Linked DNA regions of Mus musculus: region 1 is linked to region 2. Evidence: chromatin contacts called from public promoter capture Hi-C data. All regions are on one chromosome and are shown on one strand. The core of a region is the stretch at or near the end of the contact, and the rest is flanking DNA. Distances in the headings are between cores, read along the strand shown.

Evidence for each region. Promoter capture Hi-C pulls out the DNA fragments that hold promoters and counts their contacts.
Region 1: a promoter capture Hi-C map of liver shows a contact between it and region 2. The contact joins the enhancer-like site here to the promoter of Mrs2 in region 2. A contact is called at or near these places in 2 of 39 promoter capture datasets (liver and macrophages), 1 of 484 Hi-C or Micro-C datasets (nephron progenitors), 2 of 115 datasets of contacts at active chromatin or transcription factors (embryonic limb bud and pancreatic cancer cells) and 2 of 9 other capture datasets (adipose tissue and pancreatic islet).

Annotation. Positions count from the first base shown.
Region 1 is chr13:25,080,089-25,085,199 of GRCm38.p6, reverse strand. The region is part of intron 2 of Dcdc2a (doublecortin domain containing 2a); the gene reads right to left. Among named protein-coding and RNA genes, the nearest start is that of Dcdc2a, 27 kb to the right of the region's middle. Within about 2 kb of position 1,874, at least 32 of the 459 cell types and tissues checked have an H3K27ac peak or open chromatin away from gene starts, as enhancers often do. A contact at or near this core is called in liver, nephron progenitors and pancreatic islet, where this site is marked.
Region 2 is chr13:25,017,796-25,022,764 of GRCm38.p6, reverse strand. Mrs2 (MRS2 magnesium transporter) reads left to right here and starts at 2,448. Exons shown (of 11, transcript NM_001013389.2): 1 at 2,448-2,683; 2 at 4,172-4,245. The coding sequence starts at 2,521.

The sequences.
Region 1 (5,111 bases), core at 625-3,124, 63 kb before region 2:
TTATTGTCTCTTTGAAAGGAATATAGTCCTTTGCGATGGTAGACGGGCATTCATCACTTGTAAGAACATCTCCTCAGGGACTTCTGAACCATCTCTCAGAAATGTAAGGAAGAGGAGCCTGACAAGATGGACCAGGGGGTAAAGGTACTTGCCAATAAACGTGGTTACCTGAGTTAGATCCCAGGACCAAGATGATGGAAAGAGAGAACCAATTTCTACCAGTTGTCTTCTGACATCTGCAGGTGTGCCATGGAATGCACGTATCTATCTGCAATGCCCCCCAGCACAATACACACCCACACCTATATATCCACACCCACACTATATATGTGTGTGTGTGTGTGTGTGTGTGTGTGTGTACGATATATATATATACATATATATGTATATATATGTGAAAGTTTTAGGTAAATCCATTTAAATATTTATTTATCGTTATTTTATGTGCACAAGTATTTTGCGCATGTATGTCTGTGCAACACAGAGAATGCCTGGTGCCCAGACAGGCCTGAAGAAGGTATCAGATACCCTGGAACTGGAGTTACAGATGCTCGTTAGCCACTGAGAATCAAGTTCCAATCCTCTGGAAAAGGAATTAGCGCTCTTAACTGCTGAATCGTATCTCCAGCCCCAATAAATAAAGACTTTAAAGCAAAGGTAAAGTCCACGGAGGGAGGCAGCGCCTCCATTCCCAGGGACCTGTGGGAGAGCAGAAAGCAAAGTCAGTGGCTAAGAGCCTAAGGGGAATGCCTCGCTCCGAGCTGCTAAGATAACTGTCATCATGGTCTGAGGAGTCTGCTTCTCCTCTGGGTGAGGGCAGTTCACACCAGTGCTTAGCGCAACTAAAATAGAACAACTGTGTACAAAGGGTGCTGTCCAGAGCCCTTACTGAAGGGCTGGTTACTCAGCATCTGAAAAACATGGCTGTCAGAGGTTGCAGGTGCCAGGCTATTCAAAATGGTGAAGATTCCTCCTGCCTTGCAATCCTTGGTAGACTATCTATAATTACCATCTATGCTAACCAGGGCTAGAGGTATGTTCTCTCTCCCCCCACCTTTTATCTCCTTGTAGAGATGGTTTCTTGTTTCTGATATTTCCTGGGCAATGCCTTCTGAAAGGACATGATAGCAGGACAAAGCAGCATTTTCTGGACTCTGTGTTCCTGAAATGAGTGATCGCAAGCAGGCCACAGGGGACAGCGTGCAAACACAAATTAAGAGACCTGCTACAAAAAAAGCTGGCCTCAGAATCCTCAAAACCATGAAAGACTAGGGAGTAGGTGCAGCCTGGTATCAACTAAGAAAACATTGCCAGCTAAATGAAGTGTGGGCTTCGGGATAAGGAAAAGAAAGGCGTGCTGGGAAAATTGACAAGATCTGCAGATTTGGTAATTGTATCAATTTTAATTTCCAAATTGCAATATCTGCAGATGGTTCCGCTTAAGAAGATAACAGAAGCTGCGACACATAAGGAATAGGAAGAGTTCTTTACAAATTCACGGCTGAGAACCAACAACACTCCAGTTTGTAACTGGACTACCTCCCCCCCCCCCCCCAAGTACTTCAGACCTGTGAGTTCGTTTGGCGTTTGGTTTGTCGTCAAAGAAACTTGATCCTCATTTGTTTTGTTAGGCCAGAGGACAGTTGGATAAACAAGCAGAACTATCCACGCCAAGTTCACAGCAAATTAATTATTTCTTGCAGTTATCTCATGAAGGTCAGTCATGAGGTTTGCGGCTGATCTGCAGAGGCAGGGGGTCTTTGCCCACATGCCAAGCTTATTAGCTCAGAACGTCCGTCCGAGAGACAATGGCTGGCTTGTTGTTAGCCAGCAGGTCAGGCTTAATTGAGAAAATATTTACATTTCCTAAGGGTAAAAGTGGGTCAAGAGAACCTCAGCTCCACATCAAACGTGCGCCAGCCAGGAGGTCAGAGCGCATGGCGCAGATCCTGAAGAATGTTCAGGGTTCGCTGAGCCACTTCCTCAATTAAAATAGCTCGCTCTCCCACTGTCCGCGCTGAGGGTTATCTCCTGCGCTCCTCAAGTCCTTCTCGGGAAGTCCTTGCTTATGCCTACACAACCGCGGGTCTTCCCCTATATTTTCTCCAGTGGCTGTCCCTCTCTTGGGTCTTATATTAAGATCTTCGACACATTTTGAATCGATGTTTGTGCACAGCGAGGGCTATGATCTAATTTCATACTTTTATAGTGGAAATCCAGTTTCTCAACTGCCTTTTTTCCAATATATGTTCTTGACACCTTTGTCAGAAATTAGATGAGTATACCAGGCACTTCGGAGGGAGGACTTGAGCTGGAACTGGACGGAAAGCCTCCTCCCTGAGGGCTAGGTCTCATGCTACCAGAAAGCACCCTGCACGCTGCCAATGGAGAAAACCAATCCCTAGTCCTACCCAGCCATGGCGCTCATGAACCACAGAACTAACCAGAACAGCAGAGAGAGCTCTCCAGAGCAGTAATGGCACTTCTCTCTAGGCAGTAACCAACACATAGGAATTCACAAAAACTGCGGAAACAGGTTCAAGCTAGACGGGGCTCTATCGCTGAGTGAGGGAAATAGACATGGGAGTCCCACTCCTCACCAAGAAGCTCTTTGCAATTGATGCCTAAGGATAAAGGGAAAATCAGCCTGTGCCTGGCACTGTGCAATATAAACAAAGCAAAATGCACATGACTAGTGAGGCCATGAATCTTACGGAAGAACCTACTACCACCAATCCCTAAACCATTATAATTGCCGACTGCATGCTAAATATTCATCCTTAAACCCACGGGTAAGTGTAACTATCACCCCTCGTTGACCAAGCTTCTTTTTGCAGCAGGAGGAGACCATCACAGAAAGTGCAGAGAATAACTGAGTGTTGGGAGCACAGGCCCAGCTGATGTATCTACAGTACAAACCCTACACCTAAAGCTCGGGGAACATTGCACAAGAAGGGGCAGGAAGAGCCAGAGGACCAGGGATTCCACTGTGAGAATATCTACTTCTAGCTGTAACAGGGGAGTTATACCTATGAAATCTCAGCACTATGCCTGCTAAACAAGACCTGTCAACAGTTGTCATCCCAGTGCAGATGTGGGCAAACTCAAGGGGCCCCACCCCTAGATGAAGAGCTATAGGCAATTAATAACTTCTGAGAGCTGGAAAAGTAGACCTCCCGGGGAATGAGACACCCAGTTGACTTTCTGGTACTGAGTAGTCAGCCCTAGAAACATACATGCAGGCAATTCTGAAGGGATTCGGCAGGTTGTATTTATATGTTTATTCACCTTATATGTATATGTAAGAACAATGGTTAAAGAAGAGAAAGCCATGAATTTAAGGAGGGGTAGACATGGAAGGGATAAAAGAGGAAATAAAGGGGTAAGTGATGTCATTATATTTTAATTAAATTTAAAATTAATAGTAATAAAAGAAAATAGCAATATGGAGGGGAAACAGATGAAACAGCTATTATTTTAAATGTGTATAAGGTTTCATTCTATTGAATAGTTCCGACCACAAAAAAAAATTAGAGGACTATAGCTGAGTAAGTTTATTTCTGGGTCTTTACTCTATTCCATTAATCTACACATATGGAGTCCTTTTGTGGGCTGGGGTCCAGTGCCTGTCACTATGGCCCTATAATATAATTTGTGGTCAGGTACTGCAACTCTGCAGGCATTTGCTTCCTGCTGAAGACTGCACTGACTAGGATCAATAAGAATAAAGTTATTATAAAATGCCCTCCTGAGAGTCTTTTCTTTGTGTGCTAATTGCTATGTTGATTTCTTCATTGTGTGGGGTCAAGGGTGCAAGTGTGCCACGACACCCACGAGAGGTTAGAGGACAACGTTGGGGATGATTTCCCTCCTTCCCTCATACGGGTTCCAGGAACTGAAGTCAAGTACTTACATTTGGTGACAAATGTCTTAACCCATTGAGCCATCTCACCAGCCTCTTGTATGCCAGTTTAGAGAGAGAGAGAGAGAGAGAGAGAGAGAGAGAGAGAGAGTGCTATTACTCCCCAAAGTAATTGATGCAGTAGATGGGAATTAGCAGAGACCCATACCTGGACGGGGTACAGAGAGTTAAAGACTTCAGAGCACTGTGCCCTAAACAGGATGTCTTCATCAAACCCCTCCCTTCAAGCTCAGGGATCTATGCAGAAGAGGAGGCAAAAAGATTTTAAGAGCCAAAAGTGGTGGGTTACTTCAAGGACACAGTGTCTTTAGCAGAGCTATAGAGCTGTCTATAACAGAACTGATGTGCAGAGCCTGTGGCAGCACGCACAAGGCCTGCACACATTCAAGCTAGACAGGGTCCCAGTGCTGCGAGGGGGAAGTGGACACAGGGTCCCACCCCTAACCAAGAAGCTGTCTGCAACTGACACCTGCCAGGAAGGAAAAATCTCATTTAGGGTTCTGGTTTTATCTAATTGAGTGGCTCTGGGTTTATCAAGGAACTCCATGTTTTGTTTGGGCTCTTTCGTTTGTTTGCTTTTGGGTGTGCATGTGTGTGTGTGTGCGTGTCCTTTTTGTTTCATTTGGCGTTGTTTTGCCTTTTTTGTCTTATTGGTCTTGTGCTTGTTTGTTTGAGTTTAGTTTCATGAGAGATTTTTGTTCTTTGTATTTGGTTTTGTTTTCTTATTTAAAGAGAGAACGAACATGAAGTTGGGTGGATGGGGAACTCTGGAAAAGCAAGGAGTAGTTGGGGAAAATGAAAAGATCAAAATATAGTCTATAAAAATTATTAAAAGATTACTGAAAATATCATCAGTTGAAAAATTATTGTTGAAAACTATGACAGAACACTGGATATCTCCTAAGTGATTAGTCACTGTTAGCTTTTTCCCAGCCTTCATAACTCAGGCATTGTCATCTCTAAGAATGGAACATAAATGAGATTGAATGCAATTGTTTTAAAGAAAATGTATTGAAATCAAACATATTTGTTCCATTAAGGCCTCCAAGAACACAGCTTGTGCTATTTGTATGTTCCACTTGTCAGGATTTCAGTCCCTCGTTGTCTTTCCCGATTCCTCTTCCTCCTCTACCTGCATTGCTTGGGTGAAGGTAGCTCGTGACAGAGCAGTGCTGTGTTGATATTTACA
Region 2 (4,969 bases), core at 1,199-3,698:
TTCTCTAGGTATAAAAACCCTAGCAAGCCCCATGGAGGCAGGGACAGTGGGCATGGGAGCTACTGGACAGACTGAGGCCATGGGACAGGGCTGACTGTGGCCAGGGAAGTTAAGGGCAAAACGCTTCTCCAGCCAGCAGGGTTGGGCCTGGCTCTTGGCCTGCAGGCTCCATCATGGCTTTGATCCTGGCAGGTGCTCCAGGAATTGCATAGTGTTGCAGAAAGTGTGGCTGTCCCCAAGCCCTGGCCCATAGCCACCAGGCACCCGCTTCCTGCAATGCATGGCTCACATGTCAGGGTTATCAGGACGCTGATCATTAGGGCTGGGAGCTGGGATTGGGAACAAACCAAGAGGAGAAGCAGCAGATCTGAGCCCCCACAAAGGGTTGCCCTAGGAAAGCCTCAATGTGGCATAGAAAATGTTAACTTTATTTGGTCTGGAAGCTTTGCCCTCTGCCATAGTCAGTAGCTCATGACTCCTTTCTAAATAAAATTGTCCAGAACACTGGTGTTGACTCCAAATGTCCCAAACCAAAAGATCTCTTACATCTTTAATAAGCTTTTGCCAGGCAACCCAAAGAACTTAGAAGGAGAGGGATCTCCGAGCTTCGCAGCTTAGAGGAGGTGCAGGATAGGATGTGAGGCCCTAACCCTGGAAGCGGATCCTACCGGTCAACCCCACCTTGAGGCTTAAGCAGCGTAAAGTTCAATCCCACCTTGAGGTGTAGAGGGGACTAGTTAGGATACAAGGCAAGATGGATCCCCTCTGCAGGAGACCGATTGATTTTGTTTTTCGGATAAGGCTAGCCTGGACCTTACTATGTAGCCGAGGCTAGCCTTGACTCTAGTTGCTCAGCTTCCATTTCCCATGGGCTTAGGTTATAGCACATACCACTACACCCAGCTTGACGTTGGTTTGATTTTTTTTTTCAGATAGAATACTATAGTCATGGGTGGGTTTTTTTGTTTTTGTTTTTGTTTGTTTGTTTGTTGGTTTGTTTGTTGGTTGGTTGGTTTGGTTGGTTTTTCGTTTTGTCTTGTTGCAGTTAACCTGATGTGCTGTTTGTCCATTTTCTCCCTTAATTTGCAGTGGCTTTACCTTTTCTTTTAACAACTTCATGGTGGAGAAAAGTCCTAGATTTGGTGCTAATTCTAGGGCTGGATACAATGACCTAATATGTGCTTTACTGCTCAGACAGTTTTGAGTCCTGAGTAACAACGTGCCACATTGGCCTGACATGTCCAAGGTGTTCTGTTCAATGTCCTAACCCTGCTTTTAAAAACCTAAATAAAGCCGGGCATGGTTGGCGCACGCCTTTAATCCCAGCACTCGAGAGGCAGGGGCAGGCGGATTTCTGAGTTCAAGGCCAGCCTGGTCTACAGAGTGAGTTCCAGGACAGCCAGGGCTACACAGAGAAACCGTGTCTCGAAAAACAAAACAAAATAAAACAAAAAACCAATAAACATAAATTGGACTATTAACAAGACCATGTGTCTGAACAGCTGCCAGCACTTGCCCAATGTTTTTCAAAGGTCATGTCATGGTGCGGGGTAGGGGGCGGCGGCAATGAAGTGTTTTTTAAATAATTATTTTTCTTGAATGACTATTTCCTGGCACATGTTTTTCAAAGATTTAGCACATCAAAGTTCTAATGAAGTGAAACCTCTATCATGTCCTTTCTGTACATTCAAGGCTCGTCCTACTAGCAATGCTTAAAGTACTTCTAGCTCTCGGTGTCCAAGCCAAACATCCATGGTCTCTTCTGGAACTTTCCTTTTGTCCACAGCTTCCCACTGTTCTACTCAATCCTTAGTGCCCGGCAAGATAAATAGTCCAACATCCCCATAGCTCCATGTTCATATATCAGTGAAGAAAGTTCTGAAACTCAAGTCTGTCTTTAGTATTGTGATGTAAACAACAAGTCTATTGACAAATATTTATTTTCTCTGGGGGCGGGCTGAGGGGTGTGATTAACTAGACTGATATCAAGTAGTGCAGACTGGCCTTACACTCTAGTTAAGAATGACCTTGAACTCTGGAGGGATTGCAGCTATGCGCCAGCACACTGCTCGCTTGGGCTTTTCCTTGTTCTACAGCAAAAGCTTAACGCACTGTCCCTTCAAAGTGAGTTTTAAACACAGTAGCCTTAAATAAAACTTATTTGATTTACTAATAGTGGTAACTTCCTCATCTCCCAACTGTATATTTGTGCATACATAGATACATAGGGGACCTTTCCAGAAAGTAGAATCAATCCGCAGCTCCTCGAAACAATGGACACTTTCGGAGCTGAGCTGCTTTGGTCAGTCTACCTTCACACTTGCACGTCCTGGCTCTGTTACGGACGCAGACCGGGTCGGCAGTCACCAGACACCACGCCGGAGCATGCGTGGACGGCAGCGCGCAGGCGCGGGACGGCTCGCGCAGGCGCGGTGCGCGGTTGTCGCGGTGAGCCGGTTGACCCGAGTTCCGGCATGTCGGACCGGCGTCCTGGGGCGGCTTCCCGGTTGCCCGCGCGCCATGGAATGCCTGCGCTGCCTGCCCGGGCTGCTGCCCCGCGCCGCGCAGCCCCGGAGGGCCCTGTGGACGGCGGTCGCGCGCCTGAGCCTCGCTGCCTGCGGCGGCCGCGCGACCCCTTTGCGCTCCCGGAGCCCGAAAGCGTCGAGCACAGCCCGCGCTGCAGGTACGCGCGTCCCGCGGGGCCCCGGCGGCCTCTGTCCCGCCTGCCCTTGGCCCCGCCATCCTCACCGCCGCTCGGCCTTGCCGGGCTCACCCGGCCCTCAGTGCTCCGGCCAGCACTGCGAGGACTTGATTGCGGTTTCTTGCTTATTGGGACAGGGTCTCCTTGTGTTGCCCAGGCTGGCCGCCAATTGACAGCAGTCCGGTCTCATCCTTCTGAATGAAGCCGTTAGAAGCGTTAACCGCCTCATTGGCTACTTTCGTTTGTTTTGTTATTGTTTTAAAATTAGCATTTAAACGGCCTTCTCTGAGTTTGTATGTGGAGGTCAGATGACAGCTTGCTCGAATCAGTTGTCTTAACGCAGGGCTTGGCGGCATGCATTTTGCTGGCCATCTGCTCAGCCCAAAGTAAAGGGTTTATGACAGCACTTTTATACATACTTTTTCCTGAAACCCCCTCATCCTACTGGCCCTTTTACTTCCTTATGCTCCCTTCTATTTTCGTGTCCCAGAATTCTGTTAGGTGGGAGTTTTGTTTGTTTCGAGTCGTGGTCTCACAGTAATCCAAGCTGGCTTGAAACTCTGCTGTGGAGCCCAGACCAAAGTCGATGTTGGGCAGCAGGAAGCTACAATTAGCAAGGTTGGGGTGTTATTAATTCTGTTTATTATGTTACTTTCTTCTGGGCACATTGATACAGTTACATAGTTGCCTTGGAATAAAGTAGGGAATTCCTAGAACTGAGTTTGAATGTGAAGCCAGTGATGAGCATTAATTAACCCTTGGCGAAGTCTACTCTGCAAGTAGCCAGCCAAGGGAGCAAAAAACGCTGGGGGAAGACAGAGGAGTCTTTCTTTGCTGATGCTTTGGTGAAACCTGAGGACAGCGTTTTCCACAAATGTGACTGCACAGAAACAGTCCTGACAAGAGTGGTTTGGGCTACTACTCTTTTTTGAATTGTACTTAAATTTTTCCCATAATGAGCTGCTGTCAGTCAACACCCCCTTCCCCACACCCAGGTCTTTTGCCACAAGCTTTTTTCCTCCCTTGATAATACTTGGGAACCAAGTGGTCTGTAAGACCCAGGAACTTAACTTGTGACTCTTGTCCCTAGAGCTTACATGGTAGAAGGAGAGAATAGACTTCTGACTTCCACAGTACTCAAACACACCCAATAAACAAATGTAAGTGTTATTTTATTACTTTTGTACAGTGCTTTGGACAAAGCCCAGGGCCTTGTGCATTTTAGACAGGCACTGGTTGCCCCAGCCCCAACTGACCTTTCTAATCACAGAGCAAGGACAGACAGACCTCAGTTAACAAGTTGTATGAGTTTAGTACATGGAAGTGGTGGGTAAGAAGATGGATAGAATGATTAGCTGGAAGCCTAACCAAACAAGTGTCTTCTTAAGGCTCCATGGACTATTAGAGCTACAGTTTCCCCTCCAAGAAAATGGGTTAGCACGGGCCATTCATTCTCTCCTTTGTTCTCAGGTGATGTGCTCCGGTTTAGAACCTCGGATGCCTCTCAAGCCACTTTAGCCAGCGTGGCCCAGGTGTTTGCTGTGGTGAGTACGCAGCGTCCAATCACTTGCCAGTTCACAGGGTTGGAGTCAGAGGAGGTATTTGCCTCTGTGCTGTGTTTGGCCAGTGACCCAAGCTCCTGAGAGATTGGTCTAGAGGAAGTCTTGAAGCTTTGCTGATGACTGGGGTTCTGGCTATACGGAACAGGCTCTTCCAATGACAGCTCAGACGTTTTCCCCTTGTCGATAAAATTAAGGTGTTTTTGTAGTACGTGTTAAAGGCTTCCACCAGAAGCATGTTTCTTTTCTTTTCTTTTTTTTCAGGGGGCTGGGGAGAAGGGGTTGGAGGCTGGGGAGAAGGGGTTGGAGGGAGAACAAGTCTAATGTAACTTAGCTCACTTCAGACTTGCTATGTGGTCTAGGGTGATCTTGAACTTGTCCGCCTGGCTCTGCCCTCTCAAGTTGTAGTGTAGCAGGTGTGTGCCACTATCCCATGATTTAATGCGCCACCACACCTACTTTATGCAGCCTGGTTATTGATCCTGGGGCCTTTTGTGTGCCAGACAAGCACTCTGCCAACTGAGCCACAGCCCCAAAGCCTCCTTAGTGAACACTTCATATTTTATCTGAGTCTGTTTAGAATCCCCTGGAAGAGGTGTGCATGCCCGGGAAGGGTGGCTATGATCTCTAAAACTGTGAACTGATTCTCAGGGACCTGGGTGAATTAATGCACACCTCCTGTGCTCTGCATGTGCATTTATGAAATTAG